Regions from separate parts of the Ovis aries genome. Here region 2 is linked to region 1. Evidence: chromatin contacts called from public Hi-C data. All regions are on one chromosome and are shown on one strand. The core of a region is the stretch at or near the end of the contact, and the rest is flanking DNA. Distances in the headings are between cores, read along the strand shown.

Evidence for each region. A called contact is a pair of places that touch in the nucleus more often than the background predicts.
Region 2: a contact with region 1 is called in a Hi-C map of liver, with 2.0 times the contacts expected there. The contact joins the promoter of SFT2D3 here to the promoter of POLR2D in region 1. A contact is called at or near these places in 2 of 16 Hi-C or Micro-C datasets (liver and tail adipose tissue).

Annotation. Positions count from the first base shown.
Region 1 is chr2:117,615,148-117,619,447 of ARS-UI_Ramb_v3.0, reverse strand. POLR2D (RNA polymerase II subunit D) reads right to left here and starts at 2,481. Exons shown (of 4, transcript XM_004004488.6): 1 at 2,381-2,481; 2 at 446-626. The coding sequence starts at 2,453.
Region 2 is chr2:117,787,105-117,791,404 of ARS-UI_Ramb_v3.0, reverse strand. It overlaps SFT2D3 (SFT2 domain containing 3), which reads left to right and starts at 2,554. Exons shown (of 1, transcript XM_042243598.1): 1 at 2,554-3,571. The coding sequence starts at 2,578. The coding sequence ends at 3,219.

The sequences.
Region 1 (4,300 bases), core at 1,232-3,731:
GACACTAAGACCTGACACAGACAGATAAATAAATAGATAGATATTTAAAAAAAAAACAAAATGCAGCAAGATCTCTAGGACATATCAGGTGAACGATAAATAAGTCCACTCTATTTAAAACATAACAGGGCTGTGTGTTTGTGACGTGTGTGTATATGAATTCATGGAATAAGCTCTGGAGAGCTAGCAACAAACTTTTGACAGTAGTCACTCTGCAGGGAGGTAAGTGGGATTTAGGGTACAGAAAAAGTAGGCAAGGAGGATTTCGGTCTAACAAGCTACGTTAAAGTTTGCCAAAGACATAATTTTCCTCACATGAATCGCACGAACGACGCCCCTGAGGCAGCAGGGGTGGGGTGGGTGAGTGGGGATGGTGGTGCTGACAGCCTTCCACATGCAGGTGCCCAGCAGTCTGGGTTAGTAAGAACTTTCTTTCAGCACTCACCTACGGACACTGGCGATGGTCTCTCTGTTTTTGAAACGACTGAAACGGGCAGTGTAATTTAAAGTTTTCATGAAGACCTCGGAAAGTTCCTGCTCATCCTCTGCGCTCTCATTCTGCTGCTTTCGATGCTCAAGAAGCATATGAACTTCCGAATTCAGAAGCGTCTCAGCTGTTTCAAACTCTATTTGCGAGAAGCATAAATGTCAGCTGAAAATATTTCTTCCCAAGTCAGCTTCTAAATGTTCATTTGCCTTAGTGACTATCAGCAAACTTCTGACCCTGCAGAAATCCAGAGGCTTCACATCCTACAACTGTACAGTGTTCACACAAACAAAACGCCTTAAATAAAAAGAACCGAGACAAAACCCAAGTACCAAAAACTGGTTTATCATGAAATTCAGAAAACCACCTACCTCTCAGTTATCACACCTTAAAAAAGAAAACAAACATACATGTCCATTACGCCTACACCGTCTGTGACGCTGTCCTCGGAAATATTTCACCATGAGTCTATGACATACAATACTGAAAGCAATCTCTATACACATTAATAAATAGAATTATGGTACAACCATTAAGCGGGCTTCCCTGGTGGCTTAGTGGTAAAGAATCCACCTGCCAATGCAGGAGAGGCCTGATCCCTTGGTGGGGAAGATCCCCTGGAGAAGATGGCAACCCACTCCTGTATTCTTGCCTGGGAAATTCCATGGACAGAGGAGCCTGGTGGGCTACAGTCCAAAGGATTGCAAAACAGTTGACACAACAACTTCGCGACTGAACACCATCACCACCCATCAAGTACTATCTAGTCCTTTAAAAGAATAGAACAGTTCTACAAAATTTATGATTTCTATAGCATAATCCTATTTTTGCAAAGAATGAAGGGTATAAGTATATACTTAAAAATAAGCATGGTTTGGAAGGATAAACACTATTTATAGTTGTTTGGGTGAAAAGGTGTGGACTTTAAGGTTTTACTCTGCATATATTAGTGGCAATTTTTTTTTAAAAGACAGGTACTGTTAAAGTTTTCCCCACTTTGTTGTTACTGTTCACTGACTTCGTGTTTTTCAGTACCTGTAAGATATATGTTGAAGTCTTAAGCTACTTATTTTGGGTTTTTAAATTACACATTAAGTCCATCACACAGCACAGAATCCCTGATAGCAAACAGTGCTTTACTCGCTGCCATCTGACAAAGATTCTCTTCTCTCATAACCAAGCTCTGGCCAGGCTCCTGTGCGCCCTTTTCACGACTAGGACTCAAGGTTGTTCCACAAAGACTTGAAGAAAACACTAACACGATTTCTAACAGCTCAAGGCTGCATCCCTGGGATGACTCTAGCTCCTTTACAGTGGCTGCTTATGAAAACTGAAGGCTGTCAAAATAATTTGTTTGTTCCTGACAACATCTGAAGATAGGGCCCTTGTCTCACAGCCCAGGGCGAAGGGTGTTGGGAAGGAAGGAGCCTAACCCCATAACCACCAGTTAACAAATCCAAATGAGCTTCAAACGGACCAACCCCCGCTTCTCGTAATTTTTCACTTCCCTGACTCTTTGTGAGGCCCTGCTCACCCCTCTCCCTATTCCTTCATTCTCCCTTTAAAACGCCCAGTCACCTTTGCACAAATCCAAGTCTAGATGATTCCACGCTTCACGCTTTTCCCTACTGCGATAGTATATTAATGATTAAAACGTGCCATTACCCCTTTAGTGTTGGCTTTATCTTTGACACAACCGTCCAGCACTTCCTAGTTTATGGACTAAAACAACTTAAACACGAACAAGAGGCCCCCCGGGGCGATGTGGAGTTGGGGGCCGACGGCTCCAGCGCTGCCGGTGTGGACTCCAGCTGGCCAGTTCCCGCGGAACCGTGCCCAGACCGCCCGCACCCTCCTCCTCCGCGCCCTTCGCCACGCCTGCCCAGGCCGCACCTTTGGGAAAGATGAGTTGTGATGCGTCCTCCTCTACATCTCCAGAGCGCGGATCGTTCCCGCCCGCCGCCATCCTCTCGCCGAGAACCAGTACCCACGCTGTCGGAAGCGGAAGCTCCTTCCGGTCGCCGCCACGGAAGGGGCGTGTTCTTGCAGACGGGGCGGGGCCCCACTGAAGGTGGGCGGGCCGCGATGGGTAGGCGAGACAACCGCGGGGTGGGCGGGGCCAAGGGACCTAGCGGCCTCGGGCGCAAGCGGGGAGGGGCCAGAGCGGTGGGGTCTTGCAGGTCTCTGGAAGTGCCGCGACGGGGTGGCGCATCCTGCGGCCGCGGCAGGAGAAAACCGTCACTTTCTTCAACAGTAGGTCCTTCGCTGCGAGTCGTGGGGACTGCTCAGTTGGCATTTCTGAGCCTCAGCTATCTCACCTGTGAAGTGTGGATGAGGATACCGCTTTCCAGGGCGCAGGGGAAGGATTAGATGGGAGGCAGGAACGCGCAGACCGACCCAAGGATCTCTAGTTGATGGGAAGCTGGGTAGGTGACTCTGAAAACATTCAGTGTAATTCCTCCAATGCCTCAAAGCATTTAAAATGTTTGATTTGTAGTGGATTTTTTCCAATACTTCTGAACATGGAATAGTGGATAGTGATATTGAGAAGCCTGTTGGAACATTTGGGTGATACTTCGAGTAAGCAAGCAAATGAAAAATGATTCTGTTTCCAACTTGAGAGAAAACAGATGGTTGTACAATGCAGAAAATAACCATAGTGCACTGCTTGGCTCAGGAATGAACCGTCTATAAGTATATAAACTGTTCACAAAAAATGACGATATTACCAGACAAGGGTATGCATCTGTATTCCTTTAATTTATAATTCCTTTAAATTATAATTTATAAAAGTTAATTTGCCTTGTGTATGTGTTTCCAAAAGAAATGTATCAGGTGAATTAATGGTAGGTCGTATAGTGCTGGCAGAGCTTATTACTGCTTCAAAGTGCTTTCCTACACAGTTCATTAGAGCTGCAGGCCAATGCCCAGAGGAGTCTGGGAACATGCCCCAGCTGGGTATGGGATAGTCTTTGAGCTCAGTGTAGGCCCCCTTCTCCCATCTATCCATCCAACAGGCTTTTGCAGAGCACCTACCTACTACTTAACTGGACCTTAACATTTGCTGGCCCCAGTACTAGCCACATAACTAACACACAGCAGGAAGAGAAGGCAACAGAAGAGAGAACAGCAAATAATCCACACTGATGTTTCACAGGCTGTTTTGCCCACATTTTCATTCAGGAAACCATTATAAACACGTAAGTGCAAGGCCCTGAATTTAAAATGAATCAGTCCTAGAGCCGTACCCAAGAGGAGCTCACTAGGAGTAGCTGATGGAAGGTTTGGACTTAACTTCCATCGTAAAAGAGAGCGACAGAAGATACAGAGAAAGAGATCATTAAGTTCCTCAAGAGCTACTATGGTTCTTTGTACTGTATTGGCTCAGAGTCAAATTCTTCAACCAGCCCAGTGAGTGCCTTTCAAAGGCAGATATTCAAGCCAAGGTCACAGACTAGATTTATCTGGAAGCAGATTTAGAGCAGACTTGGAGCACCTCCTCCATCCTTACAAGAACTCTGATTTCTGACCACATGGTTAACATTTCTCACAACAGAAAGGTTAAAATGGCAAATTTTATGTTATATGTGAGTCCATGGGGTCAGAGAGTCAGATGTGACTAACACTTCTATATTTTACTACCACAAAAAAACAACAAAAAAGACATGGATTTCCATGCCGTTTAACTACAGGTGGTATTATAAATATGAAATACTACTCTAGAACCGTAGTTTCTCTTGAAGGAACAAAATTCCTCTCACTCCGGAGTTATTATCCCAGTCTGTTTAATCAGTTGTAATCTATTTCCAAAAT
Region 2 (4,300 bases), core at 1,305-3,804, 170 kb before region 1:
ATTGGCACTTGCCATCCACCTCTACAAGGATTAAAGCAGGTGCTGCTGCAGCTGCTGATTTCCAACACTCCCTGAAAGGAGTTCAGGGTGGAGAGTAGAAATGAGGCAGGCTATTGCAGGACTGATGTTGAAGCTGAAACTCCAATACTTTGGCCACCTGATGTGGAGAGCTGATTCATTTGAAAAGACCCTAATGCTGGGAAAGATTGAGGGCAGGAGGAGAAGGGGCGACAGAGGATGAGATGGTTGGACGGCATCACCGACTTGATGAACATGGGTTTGGGTGAACTCCAGGAGTTGATGATGGACAGGGAGGCCTGGCACGCTGCAGTCCATGGGGTCACAAAGAGTCGGACACGACTGAGCGAATGCACTGAACTGACGCTCTGGGAAAAACTGGCAGAACAGGTCTTCAGGTAGATATTTTCAGGAGCCAATTTTATGAGCCCAATTCTTGTGTCCTCTCATATCCAGAAAAGCACTCAACTAGTGACAACTGCTCATGACTAGCAGAAACCTTTTACAAAAAAAAAAATATATATATATATATATATATATATATATATGCTTATTTCCATATTTCCCCTTCAGCAAAATCACATATATACTGACCTTCACCCTACCTCTTTGGAAGTTTCTCAGAGCTATCTGAGATACTCTCTTCCAGGCTATAGTCCTCACACTTTGCCCCAAATAAAACTTCATTCACAACTCTCACATTGTGTACTTTTTTTAAGTTGGCAGTTGAGATTCCCATATCACCCAGTTACCTCACCATCAACTAATCAACAATAATTGTGCATGAGCTCACCATGCACCCTGTGACTAGTTCCAGAAACCTGCCCCGGAAAGCCACTGGGGAGTTCAGGTCATGTGAGTAAGGTGCTTGGCACCCTACAATAAACACAATACTTTCCTCCACCACAATCCAGGGTCAGCAGATTGGCTTTGCTGCACATCGGGCAAGTGGAACCAAGTTTGCATGTTCAGTAACAATAGTCAAGATCCAACCAGGAAAACAAAGTATTAAAGGGAATAATTTAATGGGGGGAAACTGGTTACACAGGTAACAAGAAAACTGAAAAGTCAGACATGACAAGAGCAGGAACTCATTAATACTGATCTCGTCATAAAGGACTAAGGAGGCTCACCAGCCATCAGCTGGAGTTGTGCAGGGGAAGCCAGGACCAAGGGAGTGAGGGGAGCTAGTACAGACAAAAGAAACAGACACAGGGCGATACCCTCTCTTCTCCTGCAGTGGCTCCAAAGTCAGCGACAGAAGATAGCCTACCGCGCTCAGCCCTGCCTCCCATTCCCAGCGCTTCCGGGGCAAGTAAATCAAAGACCTGTACAAGAATACACTGCACTAGTACCTAACTGGGTTGCACTCTACATCCCAAACAGACTTCCATGCCATCGTATTTAAATTCACAATAGACACTTTAAAAATGGGTTTTTCAACCGAAGGCTTCAACTTCTACAAAGGCTTTCAAGCACCTTTACTGCACTCAAATCCGACAGCTGTGTGAATCAGGTCAACGTCCGTTTGCGTGACTTTGCTGTAGCCTTCCAGGTCCAAAGAAAAGGGAGACGAGAGAGAACTTGTCCTCAAGCTGCTGGCACTGCTTTGCACAAACTTTCACAATTGGGATAGATAAGAACTCTGAGAAAGTGCACCTCAGTGAGAGATGTAAACAAGAGGTGCAGCTTACTCTGAATGTCTGAGAACAGGAATTAGCCAAGCAGAAACCAGAGAGCAGGGAAACCAGAAGTCCTAGCAGACACCCAGATGGCTGTGACCTGCATAACAAGCCAAGGAACTTCAAGGAGGTTCTGAAAAGAGAAAGATCAGAAATTAACCGAGCCGTGAACAAGCGCTTCAGAATTATCTGATGGGTCAGGAAACCTGTACCCAGAGGTGCATCAGGAGCATGACAATGTGGGCCAAAAATATACATATATGACCTGGGGCTTGAAACAATATTGCCAGACCTATGGTGAAACGGGTAAGAGAAGAGAAGCTCATCAGTGGGAGTAGGCGGCTAACTCTGCTTCAGCTCTGTAGCATTACCAAAGAAACCACTTATGACCTGCTGCGTGAGCTTCTTAAAAAATTAAATTAAAAATTAAATTATAGATTAGCGTAGTTTAAGACCGTAAACCCTTTCCCCATTTCCCCTCAATGGCCAAATATTGGAAAACTACAGCACAGAATCACGACACTGATATCCATAAAGTCAAGACACACAAGTTTCTTTCATTTATAGCCACACGAGCTCACTCCCCTCAACTAACTTCTAATGAGGTTATAATTCACCCAAGCCCTGCCAGCGCCTACAGCGGACACCGAAGAAAGGTATCCTGATGCTACACGCAGGGACACAGCCGCGGTCTCAGCGAAAGTGCCTGTTGAGACCACGAAGGCAGCAGAACCACAAGCCCCGCCCCTTCCGTCCAGGAGGACTGACAGCCGCCCGAGGTCCGAGCAGTTTCCAAAGCCGAGCGAGTAGAGCCGGAAGTGGGCGGCAGCCGCAGGCCCCCCCCGCCGCCGCCACTTCGCGGAAGCCTCCATCAAACATGGCGGACCTCAACCGCCAGCTGCAGGAATATCTGGCGCAGGGGAAGGCGGGCGGCCCGGCGGCCGCGGAGCCACTGCTCGCCGCGGGAGAGGCGAAGGAGCCCGCGGCGGAGGCCGGGGCGTGGCTGAGCCGCGCGGGCCTGCGCTGGACGTGGACACAGAGCCCCGCGGAGCCGGCGGCGGGACAGGCGTGCCTGCCCAGCGTGACGCGCACTCAGCGGCTGGCGGCGAGTGGCGTGTGCCTGCTGCTGGCTGCGCTCTGCTTCGGCCTGGCCGCACTCTACGCGCCTGTGCTGCTGCTGCGCGCCCGGAAGTTCGCGCTGCTGTGGTCGCTGGGCTCGGCGCTGGCACTAGCGGGAGGCACACTACTGCGCGGCGGCGCAGCGTGTGGACGCCTGCTGCGCGGCGAGGAGGCGCCCTCGCGGCCCGCGCTGCTCTACGTGGTCGCGCTAGGCGCGACGCTGTACGCCGCGCTGTGTCTGCGGAGTACGTTGCTCACAGCGCTGGGCGCCTGCGCACAAGTCGCCGCACTGCTGGCCGCGTTGCTGGGCGTGCTTCCCCGCGGCGCGGGCACCGCTCTGCGCATCACGCTCGGGCGCTTGGGCCCGGGCGCCGCCCTCGCCAAGGCGCTCCCCGTTTGAGGCCCGCGGCCCGCGCCGTCGGAAGGACGCAGAATCCGTCCCCAGGATGCGCCACCGAGAGGACACGGGCAACCAGCTCTAGGCCCAGAGCCAGCCAAACCAAGGACTGCGCCTGTCCGTTCCCAGACCGCCCGGGGTAGAAGCTGCTCCTTTACTGTGCCAGCGAACTGTAAACTGAGACACGAGCAGTTTGGGAAGCTCCTCGATTTCAGCCTTTTGTGCTACACTCGGCAGGAAGTGCTGTGAAAACCAGATTTTGTTTTGAGTTGGTGATAACGCTATGAAACATTAGTGATAAATTGCTTTTGCGTTAACCGTGGTCTTAGATTACACAGTAAAACAAGAAAAAATAGCTTTTCCGTTTTGATTGACTGCCCTTATTTTCCCGGATTTCTTTCGCGTTTTGTCACCTAAGAAAATCCAGGGGTAGATCGCAGTAGCTTAGTGCCAGTAAACGTGCTTTCTTTAGCTCTTGGAAGTTTTTTCCCTTATTCTTCAACGTGAGTATCCACAGGAGATAGCAGATTAAATGCTGACTTTAGCCACTGGAATTTTTTCAAGTGCTTTAGTTAATACGGTTTATCTGTTTTCTTATTTTAGTGAAATTGTTAACATGATGTCTTATAAAATTAAAGGACAGTTGTTTCTGCATTACATAAGGAAACCAGGGACCAAGAAGCATGGTATCCAGTAAGGTGCACGTAAATGCTCAGAGGTCCATGGACAGTACTCAGCTAAGGAAACACCTGGGAGACAGGAAGATAATTCCACATCCAGTTATCTACTGGATGGAAACCATGGATTTCCACAAGGTCTAGTTTTTCATTCCTAATTTTATGATGTGCTTTTGAACCCATAGTTTACACTTTATATTCTGATCTTAATGGAATGTAAGGTGCTTTTCATATCTAATTGCCAAATTTTCTTCTTTTAGATTTAGCACCTTGGTCTAGGACTTACCTTAATTTATTGCCAGAAAGAATGGGCTCAGTATTCTGGTTAAGTCCATAAATAAAACAACGTTTTGTCACTAGCTGCATATTAACTAGGAAGTAAACTGTATTTAAAAAGTTTTAATCCT